Regions from separate parts of the Mus musculus genome. Here region 2 is linked to region 1. The links are chromatin contacts, called in public HiChIP or PLAC-seq maps. All regions are on one chromosome and are shown on one strand. Each heading gives the region's core, a stretch centred on a gene start, on an enhancer-like site or on the middle of the called end of the contact. The rest is flanking DNA. Distances are from core to core; before and after follow the strand shown. Region 1 holds the start of Fam83d (family with sequence similarity 83, member D). Region 2 overlaps Ppp1r16b (protein phosphatase 1, regulatory subunit 16B).

The links. HiChIP or PLAC-seq counts read pairs in DNA pulled down with a chosen protein or histone mark.
Region 2: a contact with region 1 is called in a CTCF HiChIP or PLAC-seq map of CD8 T cells, with 7 read pairs. The contact joins the enhancer-like site here to the promoter of Fam83d in region 1. A contact is called at or near these places in 4 of 39 promoter capture datasets (embryonic stem cells, liver, pre-B cells and 1 more), 1 of 15 datasets of contacts at CTCF or cohesin (CD8 T cells), 1 of 484 Hi-C or Micro-C datasets (nephron progenitors), 6 of 115 datasets of contacts at active chromatin or transcription factors (the SCID.adh cell line, double positive thymocytes, embryonic stem cells and 1 more) and 1 of 9 other capture datasets (adipose tissue).

Annotation. Positions count from the first base shown.
Region 1 is chr2:158,763,759-158,771,592 of GRCm38.p6, reverse strand. Fam83d (family with sequence similarity 83, member D) reads right to left here and starts at 3,494. Exons shown (of 4, transcript NM_027975.2): 1 at 3,006-3,494. The coding sequence starts at 3,479. Ppp1r16b (protein phosphatase 1, regulatory subunit 16B) reads right to left here. Exons shown (of 11, transcript NM_001159662.1): 11 at 5,259-7,834.
Region 2 is chr2:158,728,774-158,736,607 of GRCm38.p6, reverse strand. The region is part of intron 2 of Ppp1r16b (protein phosphatase 1, regulatory subunit 16B); the gene reads right to left. Among named protein-coding and RNA genes, the nearest start is that of Fam83d, 35 kb to the left of the region's middle. Within about 2 kb of position 2,712, at least 116 of the 459 cell types and tissues checked have an H3K27ac peak or open chromatin away from gene starts, as enhancers often do. A contact at or near this core is called in CD8 T cells, the SCID.adh cell line, adipose tissue and 3 more, where this site is marked.

The DNA.
Region 1 (7,834 bases), core at 2,245-4,744:
CACATTCCAGCCCTCGAGAAGCTGAGGGAGGAGGATAGTGGGTTCAATGAAAAAAAACAACCAAGCAAGCACAGTACTGGCCCTGGAGCTAGGCACACACTGCACCCAGCTCTGCCTCACCGTGCTCAACAAGCTACCTGACCTAAATGCGTCTGCTATGTCCTTTAAGTGCAGCTTCCTCTGGCCTTGGGAGGACTAGGAGGTAATCTGGGTAAAGAACTCAATTAGAGCCCCAAATATTTGCCTCCACCACACAGATCAGACATCTGGAAACACCTGACATATGAACCGTCACAGCCTTCCCTGTCACGAGCAATGCACTTCAAAGGACATGGCCAGGGTGACACAGCCACTCCCAGACACCCATGCACGTCCTCACAGGTGGCAGCCTTTGACAGCCAGCAAATTAGTCCTCTGATCCCTCTCAGTAGCTAGTCCTCCTCCACCCGGGGACAGGAACTTCTCCCACAGGGCTCACGCACAACACTGTAGTTAATGGGGAGTCTCAGAGTCTGCCTTGGGTAAAGTCCTGTCTCCACCATCTCTAGAAGCAACCTAGCTTCTCCGTGCTGCAGTTTATCCTCTCTAAAGTGGACAGAATAATCAACAATTTCAAGGTTACTAAAAATACTGTCTGGCAAAGAGAAAGCATTGTTTGTTTGTTTGTTTGTTTGTTTGTTTTGAGACACACCCCACCCCACACCCCATATAGCTTTTGTAGGCCTGGAACTTGCAATTTAGACCAAGCTAGCCTCAAACTCATAGAGATGTGCCTGTGTCTGCCTGCTGGGATTAAAGGCGGTGAGAAAACAATTTTTATTGACTCATTTTTTTTTCCTCTTAAAGCCTCATGCCTCAAATTAACCTAATTCCTATACACCCCACTCCTTGGCCAGCTCAGTCCTTGTTTTCCTTAATGTATTCCAGTGTAGTCCTGTCACTGCCAACTAGGGCCAGCAAGTCTCAGCCTCAGCCAGCTTGGCGGCACACGCCTGGAAGCCCAGCATTCGAAGGCAGAGCCCGGCTGTTCTCTACGGGAACTGAGGCGGCAGAGCCATCAACCTTCCACGTGTTTCCTTCTCCCCCTTGTCCCCTTAGTGTGTGCTCAAACCCAAGACCTCCAGCATGTTAAGGTCCGTCCTGCCACAGAGCTACCCCGCCCCCCCAGCCTTCAAGCTTCCTCGCTGTCTACATACTTTCCTCCCCTGCCTTTCCACTCCAGTTCGTCATGTCTCAAATTCAGGGAACTCTGCCTAAAACTGGCTTCCTGCCCACCCTGCCTTAATCCAGACTCTTTCCTCTTACAAGGATGTCTCTGGCCTCCTTGCCACCTCAGCCCTCCTAAATCTAAACTCCTTCACGCCAGGCTTACTGCTAGGAACACCACCCCCATCATCTTTTCGACTTTTGGTCCCTATCTTCTCCATAGACAGGCTAGTTCCATCCTTCCTTCTCAGTCCAACTCAGACATCGCCACTCCAGATTTTCTTCTAGCCCCTTCCTCATCCCCAGTCCTCCATGAACTAAGGACGAGAACCACACCCCCTCCTCTGTGACCCCAGCCCTGGCAGTGTGACAGCTGGGAGACTCTGGGTAAGTATGCACTTGGGCATATATACAAAAAAATGCTCATTGGGTTTCCCACCTTTCTCCGTGGGAACGCCCAGCTTCCAGAGACAGGGATGTAGGGGAGGTGTAAAGGAAGTAGGTACAGAGGGAAGCAGGAGGCCCCATCCACTGATGTTTTTCAGATTGCAAGAAAGATAGGGAAGTCTGCTGTAGCTGTGATCCCTTTTAAGGCAAGTTTTCCTTCTGACCTCTAGCTCTAGTGCCTTCACCCAACTGAGCAAAAGGTTAGAGCAGCCCACACCTCTGCCTTTCCTGGAGACCAGGTCTTTCCTTCTCAAGGTGTCCCCAAGGAGTGCTCAAATTCTCCTCCCAGAGGGAAGCTTTGGGCATGCACCCTTAGCCCACAATTTTGCCTCTTCCAAACGCTTTATAATTTTGTACTGAACTCACAAGTGAAACATTTCCAGCATCAAACGGACCCTCAGCCCACCCAAAGCTCACAGGATTAACATGAATCCAGCCATAGCCATACTATTCCCTGAACAGCTTGGTCACCTACACTCTTATCCTCAAAGTCCTGCCTGTCAGGTACAGAACCAGCATCAGAACTTTGGCTTTGGCACTAGGAAGGCAGAGGCAGGAGGATTGCCTGAAATTGAAGCCTGTAAGTTCCAGGTAAGCCTGGGTTACAGTGACCTTGTCTTGCAGAGAGGAAAACAAAAAACAAAAGACAAAAACAGAACGCAAACTTGCTCCTAGACTTGGTGATGTCAACCTGATCCGCACCCTAACATATAGCGGTGCCAGGCCTACTAAGTCTTGACATGGTCTGAGGCTTTGCCCGTCATGTTCCAGGCAGTCAAAAGGTCTGGGAATGGAGCAGTGTTCACCAGCATGCAAACTTGTAGCCACACCCTCCCAAGTGGAGCCCTTTCTCCCTGATCTATGGCAGGCCAGACTCTATACTCCACCCCAGGCCAATCGGGCAGTCTGACACTAGCTAAGATAAAAACCCATTGTAACCAGTGGCTTATCTAAAGCACAAATATTTGCATTTTGGATCAATGCTACTTGGAACAGTCCCAGGCACTGTGGGTTAAAAATATCTCCCACCAGACTCACTCACAGAAGTGAAAGAGATAAACCGACTGCTCGAATTTATCTGTCTACAACATTAAGAAGCGTGGAAAAGTGGTAATTACAGATCTCCCCATGGTCTCCGGGTATCATCTTTTGGGTAAAACTAAGCTTTTACTTAGCTCCTGAAAGTGAGACCTAATGTCAGCTGACGTCCCTGGAATTCTGCAATCCACTTTGGTTTGAACTAACAGTCGCTCTGTTCCAGGGGTACCAATAACAGAAGTTGGAACTACGACATGACTCAATTTTCAGAAGGCCGATGCTCCTCCCCTACCCGCTGCCAGGGGGCCGCTCACCTCTCGGGCGGAGCGCAACTGCTGGCGCAGCGCATCCTTGCAGCCATACGGGCCTCCGGCGCCCGCGCCGCGGGGCTGGAAATGAGCCTCGACACGCGTGGCACCGCGGTAGGCACCCTGGTAGAAGGAAGGCCAGCCGAGCTCCAACGCCGGCGGTTCCAGGTCCGACTGCTCCGGAAAGTAGGTGCCCGACGAGCATTCGTGAGAGGAGCCGAACGAGTCCTCCGCTACCGCCGCCCCATCCTCGCCCGGCCGCTCGGCAGCGCCCAGAACCTCGCGCACCTCGTCGGCGTTGAGGAAGCGGCCCAGCCGCTCACGCCGTAAGAAGGCGGCCCAGGCGTCGGGACCACCGGCCAGCAGCTGCTCGAGAGCCAGACGCCGCGCCTCGCTGAACAGCTCCGTGGGGTTGGGCGGTCCGCACGGAGACAGGCAGGCCGCGGGAAGGTCGTCCAACAGCTCGAAGCGAGCAGCCATGGCAGTGCCCAGAACCGATCCACTTGTCTACGGTGGTAGTCTGAGTTTTTATAGGCATCTTTGAATCAAACCAGCCCGCTCTATTGGCTCGCCGCCCCGCCCCAGCAATCCCATTGGCTGGATGTCTCCCATGCGTACCAAAGGCTCTGCCCCCTCATTGCTATTGGTTGCTCCTGAGACAGAACCCGCCCACCCTCTGCTCTCACTGCCTGATGGCTGAGCGGAATTTAAATCTGACTTTACCCCGCCCTAGCGGCTCCAGAACCCTGCCAACCCGGGACATAGCCCCGCACTGTCCGAGCACGCCCCCTGCCGAGTGCCCTATAACATGGTGCTTCAAGGACTCGGACTAGGGGTAGGACTTGCTCCTGGACATGCTTATTTTGGTGTGATCAGCCTCATTGCCACTCCACCCTGCATCTAATCATTAACTTATCAATACAGAGAGCAAGTGAGAAGGAGAGAAGGACAGAGGGACGGAGGGAGGGGGAGGGAGAAGGAAGGGAAAAGATGGGGAGGAAGAGAGACAAAGAGACAGAGATAGAGCCTGGAGTGGTGGTTCATCAGTTAAGAGCACTTCCAGAGGATCTGGGTTTAGCACTGTCTCCCCTGGCAACCTCTAACCACCTATAATGCTTCCAGGGAATCTGATGATGCCCTTTCTGGTATCCACGGACACTGTATGCATACGTAGCACACAAACATACACATTAAATAAAAATAAATAAATGTCTTTTTTTCTCAGTGGTGCAGAGCTGGGGGTGGTGGCACACTCCCAGCACATGGGAGGTTAGGGTAGGAGAATCTGGAGTTCGAAGCCATCTTATTCTGTGTCAATCCTAAGAGAGGTCACAGAAGACCTTGCAAACATACACATATATATCTATATACATATACACATACATATATGCTCATACATATACATCTATATACTAATCCACTGTGGTATCTACTTCTTCGCTTAAAGGTCTCTCTCACTCTCTCTCTCTCTCCCTTTCTCATATCTTGTAGCGAAGGATGACCTTGGCTTTCTAACCCCCTGCCTCTACCTCTGTAAACTTAAAACAAACCAGTACTGCTGTGAGGATCTCCTCCCTCTCTTCATCCTTCCCTGGTTCCAGCCTTCTCAGGGAAGTTATTCAAGCCCAAAGGCAAGAGCTTCCTGTGTCCCCACTCTGGCATCCAGGATGCAGAAGACTACCTTCCTCTATCAAATCGAACCAGCTCTTGCATGTAATAAGGACAGGGGCCAGGCCTGAGGCTGTACAGTCACACAGTGTCTTTGCCTCTGTTTCCTGGGTTAAAAGCAAGGATAATCAGAGATCATAATCTATGATCCCATTGAATGACGTAGAGCATTGCTCTCCACTATAAGCTAAAGGAAAAAGCCCAGAGAGGAACATGGGAAGGCCCAGGACAAGTCAGTGGAACAGAGGAAGGGAGCACCCTGGTAACATAAATAACATAAACCAATCAAACTGTAATAAAACTGCTGCTGTAGGATATCACGTGACTTCGAAGAAAATATTTGACAGGATAAAGCCCAACACTGACCACCTATCTTTCCTTAAATTCATAAGTTTTCACCACTATCTCCCAATCTAGAAACCTCTTTAGTTCCACCTATGAATCCCCAAAGCTCCCCTGACTTGGGGACCTCCTCGGGGAGCCTTCTGGGTGCAGCCATGTCTGGGAGCCTCCCTGGCACGATCTCTTGTGGAACTCAAACCAGTCCCATGCAGACGAGGGCACAGCAGTAACCACAGTCAGACCAGCAGGTGTTATTAAAAGGAATTTAATAATCTTAATTAAAAATCCATAGCAATGAATTCCGTCACAGGCCTTGGCAGCTGGAAGTAACTCCAGAGGCACAGGCCCCTTGGTGACATGGTCAGACCCCATCTTGGAGGCATGGAGCTGCTTCAGAACGATATCAAAGATCCATGAGAATATTTTTTTAAAAAAGTTTTAAATATATTAGACTCTTTTGATTGCCATTTTTTACACAAAGCTGCTGATACAGTATACAGAGTTTTAACTTTTTTTTCACATAAAATACATTTTTTTTTCTTAAGTGTTCTCTGTACATCAGTGGCTTCTGGTCTGGTGAATTATTGCGGAGGGCTGGGTGTCTGCAGACTTTTCCTAGGTATGCAGAGCCAGGCCCCGCACAGTGGCATTTGAAGTGCCCATGAGAAGCAGGCCCTCTGGTCAACAAGGGAGAGGTCTCGGGCTTTCTAGAAAAGTGGTGGGTCACTTTAGTGGAGCTGTTGGCCCTGGCCATATGACCCTTGGCTTTTCTGTGCCCTGGGGAAGAAGGGGATATCACCAGGCTACAAATAGCGACAGTTCAGACAGTCCCAACATCGTGTAAGGATGGCCCCTCTGGAAAATATCCCAATATCCTGCTTTAGAAGAACAGGTGGGAGACAACGCCCAGAACCAGAGGGTATAGAACACTAAGAACCAAGAGTCTCACATTGTTACAAAGCTAGACTGTGTTAACCCAACCCAGAGGCCATATTTTATTTTATTTTTTATTTGGTTTTTTGGAGACAAGGTTTCTCTGAGTAGCCCTGGCTAGCCTAGAACTCACTCTGTAGACCAGGCTGGCTTGGAACTCAGAAATACAACCACTTGCCTCTGCCGCCTATGTGCTGGGATTAAAGATGTGTGCCACTACACCTGGCTGAGGGACACACTCTGGCAAGCTTCTCAAAAGTCTACAAGTTAATCAAATAGTACAGAGAAGCTTCATTAATGCTGTATATTTGATAAAGAATTATGTCCCCAAAGTCTTCAGTAGACCTGGGTTTAGGATTCATTCCAATTCCCTGAGCTACTGGCCAGAAATTCACAATCTGGTGATAGCTACCAATTTCTAATAGTTTGGGGAGCATAGGTGGGTGCAAGGAACCACAGCTCACAGGGAACTGCAGGGCACCTGGTTTGGAAATAGATGTCTTCAGTAGGAGTGAGCCATCTGGTCAACCTTGCCAGGCTTCTCCTAGCCCTTGGATCCACATCTTCCAGGGAGAGAGGCTGACACACATGGAAATGTTTAATTTGAAGAGAAGTAGTGGGCTGGTGAGATGGCTCAGTGGGTAAGAGCACCCGACTGCTCTTCCGAAGGTTCGAAGTTCAAATCCCAGCAACCACATGGTGGCTTACAACCACCCATAATGAGATCTGACTCCCTCTTCTGGAGTGTCTGAAGACAGCTACAGTGTACTTACATATAATAAATAAATAAATAAATCTTTAAAAAAAAAAAAAAAAAAAAAAAAAAAAAAAGAAGAGAAGTAGTTGTTCTCCCTCCCAACACCCATTGGTGGTGTAGGGGAGAAGACTGTATGATTCATGAGCAAAAAACAAGCAGGAGAGGACTGTAAATGCTAGGGATGTATTTGACAGCAAATTGCAGACTTCTGGTTCTTCCAGGCACTGACCTTAGACTGCTGTTGTATTGTTCTCCATGGATGCTGGCCTGAAGGCTACCTCTGAAGGCTCTATCTAGATGGACCTGTATAATGTCTGCCTGGTACCTGAGATCTAGCCTCTGCACTTAGTGGCAAATGTTATCTAGGAGTGGTCAGAAAGCTGTCTCCCAGATAAAGAGATTCACACTCTTAAGAACTGCAGGTGCGGCAAAGCACGGGGGACACTGGTCTGGCATGGAGGCACTCTGATTAGAATAATAGATGAGTCCGGGGATGCCCACGGTCCTCAAGAGATCAAAGTCTTCACTGCCAGGTTAGTCCATTATCTGCTGAAACTAACAGCGCATCGGGTGTGTCTCAGCACCTCAATAGATCGATCACATGAGTGAATGGGTGGGTGGCCCTGGCTCATGCGCTGGAGACTGTTCCTCATTGTGACTCTCAATATTCCAAAGAGTCACAAAGTGCCCTGGGGACTTGGAGCCTGAACAGGGAACATTTGTTTATCCCTAGTGGAAAACATGAACAAAAGCCCATGAGTCCACACCGTCTGGGACTAGCTCCCATGCAGGAGGCAGCCGAGTTTCCCACCCCTCAGGTAGAGAAGAACGGTCCAGGAGGCAGGAAGAAGTGCTGGGTGTGAAGAGATGGCCTGAATGGCTCAGAGATGGCAATAAATGCCTTCATTCTCTGGCCCCTGAGCACAGAGCTCAGAAACCCTGGGCAGCTGACTCCTAAGAGTATGTAGCTGGCTGCCTGGGCAACTGCCCACCTTGTGGCTAAAATCATCTCCAGAGGCATTTCAGTGTCTGTCAGAGCTAAATGTTTAAAGCCACAGGTGTGTGTTTTGACCATCTCCTCTTTCAGCTATGGGCTACAGAGCCTAGCTGAGCCCCCAGGGATCCCAGAAACTGT
Region 2 (7,834 bases), core at 1,463-3,962, 34 kb after region 1:
GACCACCTTGACCATGAACCCAAGTAGACAGACATCTGTAACTTTAGTATTTTCATATCTTATTCTTTGTTTGTTTGTTTGTTTGTATTTTGTTTTGGTATTTATTTATTTACTATATGTAAGTACACTGTAGCTGTTTTCAGATACACCAGAAGAGGGCGCCAGATCTCATTACGGGTGGTTGTAAGCCACCATGTGGTTGCTGGGATTTGAACTCAGGACCTTTGGAAGAGTAGTCAGTGCTCTTAACCGCTGAGCCATCTCTCCAGCCCCCCATATCTTATTCTTAATGATGGTTCTTAAACACTTTAACCTCCCTTGTAGCCCACCATCCACCAGAGGTAGTGGGAAAGAATGTGAGGGAAGTGGAACCGTTTAAAAAGGTTCTTTGGAGCAACTCCTGTCTATGTTGTCAGGAAATGGGCAGTTCAGTTCACAGATTAGCAGGCAGCGGCAGCTTGATCCATTTGCAAACACTTCACAGACCAGTTCAGTAGAGTTGGGTTAGCAACAATGGTGACACAACCTAGCAGAAACAGCCAGGCCTCAGCTTCAGTTCAAGTCATCAGGAGGGACAGCAGGAACACCAGGAGAAGTTCTCAGCTGTGCCTCTCTCAGGGAAGCAAAGATCAATGAAGACTTGAGACCCACAAGCATTGCACAGCTAGATGCACCAGCAAGCCAAGCTCTGTCTCCATCACTCCATCGAGCCCCCTTTATACCCTCCAAACATCGCGTGTCCTCCACGTGCCTTGCCTCAGCACACACATCCAATCAGCCCGAGTTCTCAAAGTCCCGACAAATGGAGCTTAACTGCACAATGTAAGTCTGACCAATACATGAGTGTTGTTAGCAAAGAATCCTTCATCATGAGTCCTTTCACAGGTTTGCTTTAGCAGAACATCCTCTCTCCTGTATCTCCTTCAGTGAAACGTTCCTTCACGCGTCTTGCCTGAGTCTTTCACCTGTGTCCACTCCAGGAAAACACTCCTTCACATGTTTGCCCCAGCAAAACACCATCCAACACAACTGACCCCAAGGAAGCTGTAAGTTTCCACTTCATACACCGCTATGACAGGAAGTGTAACAGGAAGCTCTGCCCACGCACAGGTGCCTCCTACAGAGCTCGGTAACTTAGTAGATGGGCCTAGCCCAGGGCTACTTGAGGAGATGACGGTAAAGCCACTGAGATAATTAATCTCCAATGTTGGCTGGATTTGAAATCACGGTGGACACACACCTCTGGCCATGTGTAGGAGGACATTTCCAGAGATGTTTAACTGAGTTGGGAAGATCCACTCTGAGTGTGGATGGCACGATCTCATAGGCTGGATCCTGGACTGAATAAAACAGAAAACAAGAGCTGAGAACCAGCATCCATTCACTCTCGGCTTCCTGACTGGGGATACAACACAACCAGCCACCATCACTATTTCCCTTCCATGGCAGACTGTACCCTGGAACTACAAGCCAACCCCTTCCTCCCTAAGTTGCTTTGGTCAGATGTTCTTGTCACAGGGATCAGAAATTACTAGTATAGCCACTGAGAACCCCAGACACCGTTTGTATCTGGGCTGGCAATGGTGTCCCGAGCTTGACAGATGGTTGTGGAGTGAGAGAGGCCATCACAACCCTGTCCAGAAAATGTTTCTAGAAGGTTCTGCTCACATGAGCAGATTTGCATTGTCTAGAGCAGTTGATGGCCCAGGCTTCCTGTCCAGGAGACTCTGAGGCAGAAAATAAGCATCAGCTGCCAACAGCAGCATCCACACAGTAATTATCGGGGGGCTCTCTGCACTGTGTGGGAGCCCAAGCCATGTAATTACCCTGAAATCGGGCAGTTATTTTCATCCCAAGAAGTGGGACAGATCATCTCCAGCTCCAAGAAACCCTGAATACCCATGAGCCAAGGCTGCCTAGGCAGCTCTCCCTAGGAGGCCAGAGCCTGGCTCTGAGCCCAGCTCCCTGGAGCCAAGTCCCACCGCCCAGCACGCAGCCAGCTTCCCTTTCTCTGGGCTCAGCAAGAAGAGGGACTCTGCGCTTGTCTGTCCAATGTCTTTTTGGTTTTTGAGGTGCTGGGACTAGAAGCCAAGGCTCTACTACACATCTTCATCAACCAAGCTGATGGCTGACATGGGGAGCCAGGGGTCACTCCTAAGGCTGGCTGAACATTGGATAACCACAGGTCTCCACACAGACAGAAGAGCTCCAGGCCCCACAAGCAGGACAGAAAAACCACAGCCTGGTGATGGGTCACTTAGACTGTGTTCATCCACAAGCAGGACAGAAAAACCACAGCCTGGTGATGGGTCACTTAGACTGTGTTCATCCCAGAGCGCCAGAGCTAAATGTCCCCATAGACTGTGCAGTCCCCCGCTGCCTGCATCACATCCTGTGTGGCAAGGTCTGCAGATGCTTGGTTTTCAAGGCCCTGCAGCTTGTGGCCCCACAGAGGGCAACCCTCTCAACCAACTCAGAGGCCAGGTTATTTTCATCATAGTCTGTGTGAATGGAGTGCCTAGAAGCTGCATGCGGCTTTGCTCGGTTAAACCGAGATCCTGTGTTTACTGTCCCGGGCTCTGTTCCAGGCTCATGTCTTACTGGACAAACATCCTAGGGAGGAAACTTGGGATCTAAGGCTTGACAGGGGCTCAGGAAGCACCAAGAGAAAAGGGACATGCTGTCTCCTCTAGCCGGCAGTCCCAGCCTCTCTCCTGATTGCTGCACCTGAGGCTGCTCTCTGCCCACCAGACCCAGGCCTCCAGACTTAAGCTCAGTTTATCAGAGTGAACCATCTGCTCTCAAGTATGTGGTTAGCTGTGGCCTTTGGCCTTCAGGCCCTTAGCTATAAAATGGGGATCAAATGAGGACTTTGGTTTTAGGGTGCCGTGAGGATTTAGGAAGAGAAGGTCTAAGTGCCACTATTTCCAGTTACCAGGAGAAGAAACACTGAAACTAACTGGTGAGCTGCATCTGGGTCCTACCTGAGCTGGGCACTGGATGCTGGGCCATTTCCATGGGCACTGAAAGTCACCCACAAGCTTGCAAGCAGGTCCTCACAGATGGAAGTGGCCTCTCTCCAAGGGACTCTGACAAGTACTGGTTTAAGACCACAGAGGCCCTGGAGAGTACCCCTGCTCCCCAATGGGCAGAGCACCATGGAGATGGCATGAGGTGGCTCTGCTCCCCTCCCCCACATATCTTGCTCCTTCTACCACCACCACCACCACACACACACATACACTACACCCACACCTCCCAGGCAATCTGGCCGGAATCTGGGCCAGCAAGGCCATCTGCTCTTAGCCTTTCCAGCTGCAATGCTGGGCTGCAGGGGTGCCTTCTCTGGAGAAAGCTGGTAACAGCTGTCTTCACAGGCTAACGTCACCACTGACAAGATTGTGTTTTCCTTTGACATTTTACCCATCTTGCTCCCCAGAAGTCACTGCTTGGCCAAGCGCTGGCGAGTGACATGCAAGCTCAGGAGTGGGTCCTGCCCCTGCCCCTCAGGACTGGGCAAGGAGGCTGCAGGGTCGGCCCACAGCAGGTGGACCTTGAGCAAGATGCAGCTCCCCAAGGCCCACATGCTGCTTGCTACCTAAGCAGATGCTTTGACGGGCATGCTCATGGGTACCAAGCACCTCTTCCTCTTCCCTGTCTCATCTCTTCCGCTGCCTCAACCAGTCCTCGCTTCGTCCCCCAAGTCCCACCTGCTCCCTCCCTGTTGTGGCCTTCTCCTGCTGCACTCGCTTCTGGCTTCTTCAAACCAGCCAAAGCTATCACCTGCGTCTGAAACCTTCTTTTTTTTCCACCCTGGGCCAGCAATTTCTTCTTCAGCCTTGAGACTGCAACTGAATGTTGGCTCTCTGTGGCACCATGCCCTCCCACACGGCAGGGGTCACCGAATGCTGGCTCTCTGTGGCACCATGCCCTCCCACACTGCAGGGGCCTCAGCTACTTGCTCCCTGGCCTTGGGCATCATCTCTCATGCTGTCTTACCGACATGAGGCTCCTCACGGAAGGTGACTCTATGACCAAAAAGCATCCTTTAGGGGTTAAGAGAGAGCAGGGAGCAAGCGTCCTCCCCTGGCATCCGTTAGCCATGTGAGGAGACCTGCAGGCTGGTCTTAGGAATCATCAGCCCCACCTCACTTGGCCTCCACTCGGGGTTGGCACCAAGTAGCCATCTTGTCTGCTCCCTAACACACTACTCTTTCCTCTCTCTGATCCTGGGCCCTCACTCATTCCTTCCATAATGCAGTAACTGCTGTGAAGAACTTTGTGATCACTGGGTGTTTTCCAGGCATCACATCCACCAGTCCTCATAACCCAGTTGGGAGGATTTGAGACCCATGGCTTCTACTGTACCTGTACAGATGGAAAACTGGGACTGGGATTTGGGGGTGCGAGACAACTTGCCAAGTATAGCAGAGAGGTGAGAGAGGCTTGATATTGAAAAAAATTATTGAAAAGATCACTTTCTTCATCTTCATCACCATCACGTGACATCATCAACATTATTATTGTGGGTATCTGTATATGTGTGTGTTTGTGTATGTGTGTGTGTGTGTGTAAGCTCATGCCTATATCTATGCATGTCTGTGTGTCTCTGTACACGTGTGTGTCTGTGTATGAAAGAGAGAGAGAGAGAGAGAGAGAGAGAGAGAGAGCGCACTAGAGGGGGCATAGACGCTCCACAGAGTGCCTATGGAGGTCAAAGGACAACTCTGTGACTTGGTTCTCTCCTTCTACCTTTACAGGTGTCCTGGGGATCAAACCCTGTTCTTAGAGATGGCTCAGTCAACTCCACTCACTGAGCCATCTCCGTCATCCCAAGGCTTGGATTTGAACCCAGGCTCAGCCGGCTCCAAAGCCTGCAGACTGAACCACTCGGCCAAAACACTGCCAAATAAAAACCATGGAAGAGATGGCAAAAGGTGCAGGCTAAGGCCAGGACTGCTGCCGACGGAGCTCGGTGTTCTAGAACATCACACGGGGAAGAAGACAGACGATGACAGAGCCACTGCTGAAGCCTTGCTATTACCATGTGCAAATGAGGTCCCCAGGTACAGAGGCTGACATTTAGCCTGAAGTCATGTGGCAAAAGGAGTGGCAGCTTTGCAAAGAGCTCCAACCCTCGGTGCATCTTCCTGCTGCCTCTCCATCCTGGGCAGACCCCATGCTACCCTGAATTCCAAGCACCTTGCTTTCTCCCTCCAGCGGTCACTTGCCACCCAAGGGAACTACACCTCCCGCCTGGAAAATCCTACCCACAGTGATCTGGCTCCCCCTCCCCAGTGTGCTAAGAGAGTTCGCAGTGGGTCTAGCCCTCAGCCCAGCACATTCAGAAAGCCAGGTCCTCACTTGACTGTGCTTCCAAAATCGCTCCACTGAGCAACTTCAACTTTCCACCCACCACTGCTTGTCCCTGGAGCAGAAATTGCCAGAAATAGTTGCTTCCAGGGAATCGTGGCTTCCTGGGGCTGGGGGCAGAGGCTCAGTCAAGTGGAATGGTGGTTTCTCAGTGACAGATTCATTAGAGACTCTTCCAACAGCTTCCTGGGGTTCTGGGCAATGAGTCAGCCATGATGAAGCCTAGCCCAGAAAGATGCTGGCTCCTCTCAAAGTCACATCCCCAGGCCTAGGAACCAGCCCCTCTTCTCCCCTGGACACCAGCTGTTCTAGAGCAGGAGGCATGGAGGTACAATGATAATATGGGGTAACTACAACTCCCACCCACTGCTCATAGGGTATGAGAGGGTGCGGCTGCTTTGGAATAAATATCAAGTGACCACATGATCATATGACCCAGCAATTTGGCACAGGGGGCTGAGCCGGTGTGTCCACACAGAAACTCAAATACATGTGTAGGGTGAGGTAGTATATACCAGTAATCCCAGCATTCAGGAAGACTATAATTTCCAGGCCAGCCAGAAGTATACATTGAAACCCTATCTCAAAAAATGTAAACAAAACAAACGTATACACTCATGTTTATAGTAGCGTTGTTCTTAATAATTCCAAAGTACGAACAGCCTATGTGTCCATCAACTGATGAATGGATACATGGGATTCCAGGCAATGGAATTTTATTCTGAAAGAATTTGAAAGCATTGTGGTTGGCCAAAAGAGCTAGATAAAAAGACCTCCTGTTACATGATCCTGTGTGCATGCGGGGAAATGTCCAGAACACGCAGGCGCACTGGGGTGTGGCAGGGTTGAGGATCAAGCAGGCACAATGAAGTGACTGCTAGAAAGCCAGAGTTTCCCTTGGAGATGATGTGCAAGTACCAGAGTCAGGCAGTAATGCGAGCTGCAGAAGGCCTTGTACTAACGACTGCAGAAGCCCACCTCAGAAACTCTGCATTCAATGGTAGGTGAGTCACCCATCACCTTGAAGAGAAAGAGAGGGCTTCAATCATGCTTGAGAGTTCTGTGAAATCTCAGTATCATCTACTCCCCTCATTACTGTACCCAGAAGGCCGAAACAGGCCCAGTACACAATACACAGCAATACACAATACACTTGGTCTTCGATGAGTTTCCATGATATGGCCTCTACCTACATAGCCTGGCATCATCCCTCCAATCATCGTGGGCTCCTTTCTGGGCCATCCAAGGCCCTACCACCTCTGCACCTCCGGGCCTTCACGTCATGTGTGTTGTTCCTTCAACTTGCATTTCTTAATTTCCCTTAACCTGTCAGTCATGGCTTAGTCTCCAGGTCCCATCTTAAATGTCACTGTGTCTGTGAGGACTCCCCTACTTCCACATCCCAGCCCCTGACTCTCGGGATAGCCCGGTACCTTTCCAGGATGCTGTTTCTGTCCAGTCCTAAGAACACAACACTAGAGTAGAGGTGTGTGTGTGTGTGTGTGTGTATGGGCCCATGTCTTTCCTAGGCAGTTAGCTCTGGAGGTGGATGGTGTAGGGGAGCTCTGGAGGCAGGCAGGGTGGGCAAGCCACTCTTTGCTCCTGTAATGAAGTTCAGGCTCCCAATCAGTAATTGAATCTGCAAGGGAAAAGGCCCACGCAGCCTCTGCCCACATTTCAGAGCTGACTGCCTTCCCTGTGGATCAGAAGTATCCCCAGGCAAGGCCCCAGACTCTTCCATCTCAGAGAGAAGGGTCATCGTCTGACCCTGTGCCAAGAAGCCTGTCTCTCTCTTAGCATCTCTGATGTAATCAGAAGACAGTCAGGGCCACCCCAGGCACATAGCCACCATTCGCTCTCCAGAACTTGTGTATCCAGGATATGTGGCTATCTTGGACAAAACATGTTGGTAGACATTAATATTGGCTACCAAATGCCTCTGACAATGTGTAACTTTCACTTCGTGTCAGAGTTACGCAGGGAAAGAGACCAAATCTCCTTTAAGAGGTAATCTTGTCTGTCTCTGCTACTGAGTGCTTGATTGATTGAAACAGTCTCTCTCTCTCTCTCTCTCTCTCTCTCTCTTAGATTTATTTATTATTATATCTAAGTACACTGTAGCTGTCTTCAGACACACCAGAAGTGGGCGTCAGATCTCATTTCAGGTTGTTGTGAGCTACCAGGTGGTTGCTGGGATTTGAACTAAGGACCTTCGGAAGAGCAGTTTAGTGCTCTTAACCCGCTGAGCCATCTCTCCAACCCGAAACAGACTCTTACATTGTATCTCAGACTAGATTTGAACTCATTTTGTAGCCCAAGCTGGCTTTGAACTATTAACACCCCCCCTCAAGTGCTTGGATAACACGTGCGCACTATGGTGCCTAGTTTTCTTGTCTGAAGAACCAACTTGTGGGGTTCTCAGAAGTCTCTCAGAAACGGTGGTTGAGTTGAGCAAACACAC